2 separate regions of the Muntiacus reevesi genome follow, and region 2 is linked to region 1. Evidence: chromatin contacts called from public Hi-C data. All regions are on one chromosome and are shown on one strand. The core of a region is the stretch at or near the end of the contact, and the rest is flanking DNA. Distances in the headings are between cores, read along the strand shown.

Region 1 (4,111 bases), core at 834-3,333:
TTTGTCACCTATCTCCCTGCATCTGTTTTGAATGTAGTACCCAAGCGGTCATTAAAAAAATTTTTTTTCATGTAAAAAACTATTATTAATCAACAAACCCAAAGGTCAGAAAGGAACGCTGCCGATTCATGCAGCTACGTAAGGAGTAGGTAAGAGCCAAAGTTGAGTAGACCTTTCCGGATTACGGGCCAGATTCCCCACTCGTCTAAAGTTTTCCCCATGATTGCTTTAAAATATTCTCTTCTCGGCACAAAACTTTGCCGGGAGGAGGGAGCCGTGGAAGCAGCAGCTCGGACCCAGGCTGGGGGTGGGGTGGGGGGGGTGGCGGTGCTATTTGCGCGGCTGCCACCGCCAGGCAGCCTCGCTTCCTATCGTTTTGGCCCCGAGATGTATTTCGGTTCTGACTAAACACGTCCGGTCTGAAGTTTCTTCGAGTAAACAAGGATGAGGGACAAAAGCCACTCCTGCTCGTGGCTCGGGCTGCCCCCCGCCCCCACTCGGAGAGTGTATATATATATATTTTCAAGCCCTGAAAAGTTGGGGCGCAGCGCGGGGCGGGTTCCGCACCCCTTCCCGCCACCGGGGCCCCCCTACTCCCGCCCGCCCGCCAACTTCGGGGCCGCGCGCGGGGAGGCCGCCCCCCCCCCGAGGCGAGGGGGGGCGGCGACCGGGCCTCCAGGCCCGGCTCCCCGCGCGCGGGGCCCGCCACGTGCGCCCGCGCCCCGCGCAGGCCCGCCGGCCTCCCCCATTTTGTCGGCTCGGCGGAGGGAACAGCCCCGCTCGAAATGGGGGCTGGCTCCGCCCGCGGCCGCCGGGGCCGGCGCGCACGGAATGGCCGCTGCGCGTCTTCCCCGCCTGCGCCGCCGCCGCCGCGAGGGCGAGCGAGAGAATATGGCTCCTTCCCTTTGTGTGTGTATGTGTGTGAGTGTGTGCGCGAGAGTGAGTGTGCGAGAGTGTGAGTGCGAGCGCCGGCGGGCGGGGTGCGCGGCGCGCTCTGGCGCACACACTCGGCCATGACGGCCGGGGGGAGGGGCGGGGGGCGCGCGGCCGGACCCTCCCCCTCCCCCGACCGCGGTGTCTGTGTGTGAGGGGGGGGCCTCCACCTCGGGAGGCGCCCCCGGCCCGCCGCTCCCCGTCTCCCTCCGCGCGGCCCGCCGCCCCCGCACACGGGGGGACGCGGGGCTGGCAGAAGAGGAAAAAAAAAAAGTTGCCTCGGAACTGCTGCGCCCAGCTTCCCCCCCGCCCGCGCCCGCCCGCCCGCCTTGTTTTCTCTCCAGCCAGCAGCGCCGGGCCGAGTCAGCCATGTTATCCAGCGAGCGCCGCGGCGCCGCTCCCCCCCGCCGCCCGGCCGCCCGGCCGCCGCGCCCGGCCCCAGGCTCGGGCTCAGGCCAGCGGGCCCGGCCCCGCGCCGCCGCCCCCGGCCCCGGCCCCGCGCCGCCACCCGCCCGCAGCGCCCGCCCGCCCGCCCGCGCTCGCTCGCTCGCCGCCGGCGCCCGGCTCTGCGGCGGCCAATGCAGCCGTGAAGCGCCGCCCGCCCGCCCGGCGGCCCGCCGCCCCCCGCGCACGCCGGTCGCCCGAACGCTCGGCCCTGGGGGTTCGAAAACACGTTAAAAAAATTTTTTTTAATGGAAAAAAAAATTTTTTTTTTTTTTTTTTTTTTTGCGCCAGTCAGCGCGGACGCCGCCGGGGGTGGAAACTCGCGGGGCTCGGGGCTCGCGGCGCCTCAGGCGGCCCCGGGGGCCGGGGCTTCGGCGCGGGGCAGGGCTCCCGGCGCCCGAGGGGAGGCTCGCTCCGTGCGCAGTTTCCCCCCACGGTCCCCCCTCATTTGCCTTTGTGTGGATCCTGACCCGCCGGCTCCCGGCCGCGGGGATCCGGCCGCCGCGCGGGCTGAGGAGCTGCCGGAGGCGCTCTCCCCGCCGCGGCGCTGCCCCGGACTCACCCTCCGCGAGGCACAGAGTCGCCCAGTGCCCGTCCGGCTCTCACTTGCCCCGGCGCTGTCTCTATGGAGCTCAATGTACTGCAATGGCTGTGAGAGCGGGAGCCAGACGCAGCCTCCTCACTCTCTCCGCTCTGTAACATTACTCTCCAGCCAGCGCCGCGCCTATTGGCTACCGCCAACTCACGGGGCTCGCTCATTGGCCCGATACCTCCCATTGTCCTGACCAGAGCCCGCCTGCTATTGGCTGTCTCCGGGGACACGTCATCAAGGATTGAAACAGCGCGCAAATCTGAATGTGTGTGTGTGCCGGGCAGAGAGGCTGAGGCGGGAGAGGCAGAGGCAGAGGCAGCAGCTGCTACGGGAAAGCAGAGCTCTATGGTGTATGTGTGCATGTGTCTAACCCAAGCCAGCCCCACACCCGAGCGGCCGCCGGAGCGAAAAGGGCCTGACTTTTCCACAAGTGTCTCCAACTCCTCAGGCAAAAGAGACACCCACAGACCTCCCCCCCCCTTTCTCACCCCAAACTCACTTCCACAGCCGTTGAGATAAGAGGCCCCAGACTTTTAACAGACCTTCAAAAGTGAGAGCGACACGATGAGATCACGGTCCCCGAAAACCGGGGTTTCTGTTTGTGCAGAGGGGCGAAGGCAGCCAAGATTCGAACTTCTCAACCACATATGGTTGCATTACACTTTAGATCTCTGGAAAGTCAGGGCTTTTCCTATAAGAAAGTGACAATGATCCAGTCAGTCACTTTTAAAACACCCCTTTTCTGGGCTCTTAAGCCCGTACTGTCAGGTTTGCAGAGCAGCTGAAATCTTGAGTCACCCAACAGGCATTTAGTTTCATCCTTTTTCTTGGTTTGCTCGAATTTCACAGCTTGTCTGGAACTTTTTATTTAAATACAAAGCCCTGTCTTAACTTCCTGGAAATCAAACGATTCTTCCATGAAATTAAAGCACAGCCACTTCATTTCGATACGGGGTACTCTAGCAGGAAATGATTGGGAGGGCCTGCTAGAATTAGCAAATTCATTAGAGACCACATTTTTAACTGTTGGGCTGTTTTATTTGACTTGGTGTGGATTACTATGATAATCAAACGAATCCTTGTGATGCTATCTTTCCTTCCCATCGAACCACTTAGTGCATCCATGTAACTGCTCTAGGGTTACAGGAGTTGTAGGTATATTGTTACCCGGAGGATTAGATGGAGGCAGAGAGTGCCCATGCCCAAATCCATAGGCTGTGGCTTTCCTAACCCACCAAGTTGCCTGGTTTTAACAGACAAACTTACATTATGTCTGTGAGGAAAATGTGCGGGCTCTAATAGCCAGTTCTGGAGACCATACGGTTATATCAGCCCTTTATGAAACTATTATCTATTGCTCTCTAGCCTGAGCAGACCACACCCCTATTCAGTTACAACAGACTTCCCTTTTTTTCACTCTCGAGTGGTATGTTTATACACTTCTAAACCCACCAGCCAATTCCTCCAAATTTAACGGACCAAAGTTAAATCAATTTATTGTTAATTTTTTTTCATATATCCCATGTAAACATCCACAACATGTTTTCTCAAATTTATTAAGCTACATGAGAACAGACAGAGAGATAACCTCTCCTGACTATGATTTTAATGCTTACTCCTTAAAAAAATATATATACATAATTGGTATCAGGGTTTATAGTCTTGGTGAGTGGACAATGCATGCTATATGAACATGAAAAGAAATAATATTAAAAATATATAAACTAATATAATGTTCTTAAAGTCATTGGTGTTTAAAAAAGCAAACATCTAAAGTTAACTTTTATACTGTTTTACACATATATGCTCTTCACTTCCCTCTATTAATCTAATTTTATGCTTTATTTAAATCTAGGTTATTTTAATTCTGTTTTATCTTCTCAGTGACTATATTACAAAATATTCATGAGAATGATTACACTTTAAATGGCATCCATGATGTCAAAATTTGACTATTACTTGAAGATTGTACTATCAGTATTTTCCAGGAGCAATGTTGGGTTTGCTCTGGATCAACCACTTTTTTAGATGCTTTTACCAGTTATTTCTAATAGCTTACTCCTTCCAGGGTCAGTTTATGGTCACAAAACAACAAGAGAACAATGGGCCCAACACAGGTTTCTATTTCAGCAGGATGCTATG
Region 2 (4,111 bases), core at 943-3,442, 150 kb before region 1:
ATACTCAGCTATGACCTTATTCAGCTATGGGCAAGGTCTCTGAGGCTGTTTTCTCATCTCTAAATAACAGGAGCTACTTCATAGGATTGTTGTGAGGATAAAATAAGGGGCTGCATGCAAAATATGCCTCCCATAGAGTACGTATTCAATACATGTTATTGTGATACAATATCACTATAATATATTCCCACTCTGGGCTCACAGCAACTTGCACCCGTCTCTCCACACTATTATGATGACATGACTGTGTGCCCATGCAGGACACAGATTACCTTCTATCAGCTCTTCATTCCCACCACCTGGCATATTGCCTTGTGCAATATGATATGTGATAACAGATCCTTAACAAATCCTGAATGAATGAATGAAGGAATGTATGTATCCTAAATGAATAAATATTTCAAATTCCTTATGTATAAGGCCTCGATTTTATCCCCAGTGGTCTTATTAAAGTTACTTTTTATCTCCTCCTACAAAACTGCTTCTTTAAATCAAGTTTACAGTGACCAAAGAGAAAATGAATCTTACAGTGAGAAAAAATTAATTTCATAGTGACCTTAAGTTGTCTTCTTGTTTAGAAACACACACACACACACACAAAATAAGCCCATACTGCACCAATAATTTTCCAACACACCATTGTAAAATACCAGATTTCTAGGATAGTTATCTATCTATTGAAAAATTTTATAAGGGTGGACTAGGGAGGTTTTTCTAAATCTGTATCAGCTTCCTTACCTCCAGGGCCTGGGCAAACTTTAGGGACTAAAATGTATTTCAGAGCATTAAAAAAGAAAGAACAGGGGACTTTTCATTCTGAAAAATAGTCCTAAGAAATTTTGAAAAACATTGTAATAATAGAAGAAAATAATTATTACTACCCACTGCTAAAAATTTAGATTAAAAACACAATCCTGTACTTAAAAAAAAAAAATGTAGTAATTCAAAGTTGAAATAATCATAAAATGGCATAAAAATATGTGTAGGTAGTGTTCAGGCTAGTAGGCTGAGGTGAAGGAGTGCTCACTTTGTAATCTTGGCCCTCAATAAATAAAATGCAAAACGGAAAAAATATCAGATACTACTACACAACAGCATGGTACCTTTTATCTACTTCCACACTTAACCTTTAAACATTAATGCCCTTTGAATAATTATTAACCAATGGGTTTAATTAATGCAAACACCTCTGAACTACTTCAGAATAAATCTGATCAAGCACCTAGCAATAAAGGAGGAAACCAGGGAAAGGAGAAAAATCGGTTAAAATATAGTTTTTCGGTCGCCCATCAAAAGTGTGCCATACATACGGTTCTGCACCAAGAGGCAGCAACTAGGGAGGGTGAGAGGCGCCGAAGGCCCGAGGCCCCGCAGCCCCGGAGGCGACTCCTCCCCGACTCTACGCGGGGCGGTGGCCGGGCCGGGGTGGAGACAGCGCTGCAGCCGGGGCGGGACAAATGGCAGAGCGGAACGCCCGAGTCTCACCTCCACTTCCCCTTTAGCTCTCAGAACCCCATTCAGCGACCACCCCAGAATCCCCTCACCAGAAAGAGAGACTCTCCCTGTCTCCCCAGGCCGGCTCAAAGTTTATCAGTCTTTCCCAGCTGTCGGGGCCGCCGGGCTTTGTAGTTCGCCCGTTCGGGCCGAGCCACCAAGGCCGCAGGCCCGAGGAGCCGCTGAACTACAATCCCCATAACGCCCCGCGCGACCACCGCTCGCGGCCTCTCTCTCACCCCCTCGCGCAGCACGCAGTCTCCCCCGCCGCGCATGGCCCCAGCGTCTCCGGCAGCGGGAGCTGGGGTGTGGCTGTCCACCCAAGCACCCCACCACCGGCTCTCTCGCTGGCCCCCGCCCCACCTCGAATTCATTACCTAGGTGGCGCAGGTCGGCCGACAGTTTTTGCCGCGGTCCAGGTGGGGTTGGGGTGGGACACAGGCCGCCGCCGCCGCGGAGTCCGTTAGTTCCCTACGTGCGTGAAGAGGCGGCGGCGGCGGCGGCGGCGGCGGCGGCGGCCGCCGGTTGCCATGACAGCCGTGGGCCGCGCGGTGGGGCTGGGGGGTAGCGCGAGGGTTCGGAGTCGGCTCGGGGAGGAGCCTGGGCAGCTGCCGGGGCTGCGGGAACAGGGAGGCGCGAGGGTGCGCCGTAGAGCGGAGGGAGACCGCGACACTGAGGGGGACGGCTGACGAGCTGAGCTCCGGGGTCGCCGACGAGTCCTGCGCTGCAGCGTCCAACCCCCATGCCAGGACGCGAGTCCGCTCTCTCCTGAGAGAGATGCGAGTGGCGTCAGAGGAAGGAGCGGCGCCGGCTCTGGAAAGGTCGCGGGTGCAGCCCCTCCCTCGCCGCCCATCCTGGCAGCCTCCACTGGCCTGGCCGTCTGGCGTGTTTGGAACCTAAAAGCCACCTCATTGGGGCTTCACCAGTAAAAACCAAATCTGCAACCTTTCACACCTCCTTTCTGCCATTTTCTGAGTGGGATAAAACGAATCATTTACTAAAACGTAATGCACACGGCCTTTACAATTATTCAGAAGGCTTGAGAATTTCTTAGGTGGTGTTGATTTCAATTGACAGTTGGTCTCTAATAACCCTTGAATAATCGGTGTAGGGGAGAAGGAAATGACAACCCACTCCAGTGTTCTTGCCTGAAGATTCCCAGGGACAGAGGAGCCTGGTGGGCTGCCCACTATGGGGTCGCACAGAGTCGGACACTACTGAGCGACTTAGCAGCAGTAACAGCAATCGGTGTGGACTGCTCGTGACCCGCCTCAGAGATGCTGTGAGGTTAAGAGCAACAACTTCTAAAACACTGATAACCAGGGGCAGGTGAATCACACTGATGCTCAACGTTTTCGTATGCAAAATGGAGGTAATAGCTGCTTCACAGGACTTGTGAGAAATAAAAGCTTTGATACTAATGAAGCACCCTACAATGCTGGGATTTAAACATAATTTTTAAATATTAGTTCTTGATCCGTGGTGATCAGAGCCAGAAGGGTGGGAGCCTGGAGGAGAGGGTGTAGTTTGCCTGAAGAGAGAATTTTTCTGTGATGGAAAAATTCTGTATCTTGCTTAGGGTTTGGGTTAGGAGGCTTCTCTGGTAGCTCAGCTGGTAAAGAATCCACCTGCAATACAGGTGACCCTGGTTAGATTCCTGGGTCGGGAAGATACTCTGGAGAAAAGAAGGGTCACCCACTCCAGTATTCTGGCCTGGAGAATCCCCATGGACAGAGGCGCCTGGTGGGCTACAGTCCATGGGGTCCCTAAGAATCCCACAGGACTGAGCAACTTTCACTTTAGGAGGGTATATGCATTTGTCAAAACCCATGAAATGCTACCTGTAGATCTGTATGTTTCACTGTAAGTAAATTTACCTCAAAAAGGAACATTAAAAATGTTACGATTGTTATTAGAGCTGTTGTTGTTAAGTCTTTTTAAGTCGTATCTGACTCTTTATGACCCCATGGACTACAGCACCCCAGCCTCCTCTGTCCACCATCTCCCAGAGTTTCCTCGAATTTATGTCCTTCAAGTTGGTGATCCCATCCAACCATCTCATCCTCTGTCACCTTCTCCTCTTGCCCTCAATCCCAGCATCAGGATATTTTCCAGTGGGTCAGCTCTTCCTATCAGGTGGCCAAAGTATTGGAGCTTCAGCATCAGTCCTTCCAGTGAGCTGTAGATGCTAATAAAGACCATATACATATTCTAGCTCCAGTTTCCAGAAATGTAGATGAGGAAAATGAGGCCTACAGATTGAAGTAAATGGAGGAGGAAGTAGGTATTACTGGCCCTGTTGTTTTCTAGTAATATATGTCTCTCCAGAAATCATGATTAAAAATAGCAAGCTGCCATGTATGTCATCCAGTTTTCAGTTGGGGTCACCTTGTCCACAGGGGTTTTGTGGAAATTGACTCAAGTCCCTTTTCCAACTCCTGCAGAAGGCCAGGGTTCTCTCCAAGGTCACATGTTCCCTGGGGGTTTACAGTTTCAGGGTCAATTCTGGTTCCAAACTTTAGTTTTCTCTGAACAGTTAGACTCCCTCACATCCCACCTCCTGCAATGCCTTTCTCTCCTGCTGCCTCATGATGTGGAAAGCAGACTCTTTGGTTGT

The links. A called contact is a pair of places that touch in the nucleus more often than the background predicts.
Region 2: a Hi-C map of muscle shows a contact between it and region 1, with 6 times the contacts expected there. The contact joins the promoter of KATNAL1 here to the promoter of HMGB1 in region 1. A contact is called at or near these places in 2 of 3 Hi-C or Micro-C datasets (blood and muscle).

Annotation. Positions count from the first base shown.
Region 1 is chr11:28,476,912-28,481,022 of mMunRee1.1, reverse strand. It overlaps HMGB1 (high mobility group box 1), which reads right to left and starts at 2,083. Exons shown (of 5, transcript XM_065901895.1): 1 at 1,940-2,083. LOC136144299 (a long non-coding RNA gene) reads right to left here. Exons shown (of 3, transcript XR_010658521.1): 3 at 2,475-2,660.
Region 2 is chr11:28,624,238-28,628,348 of mMunRee1.1, reverse strand. KATNAL1 (katanin catalytic subunit A1 like 1) reads right to left here and starts at 2,192. Exons shown (of 11, transcript XM_065901903.1): 1 at 1,872-2,192.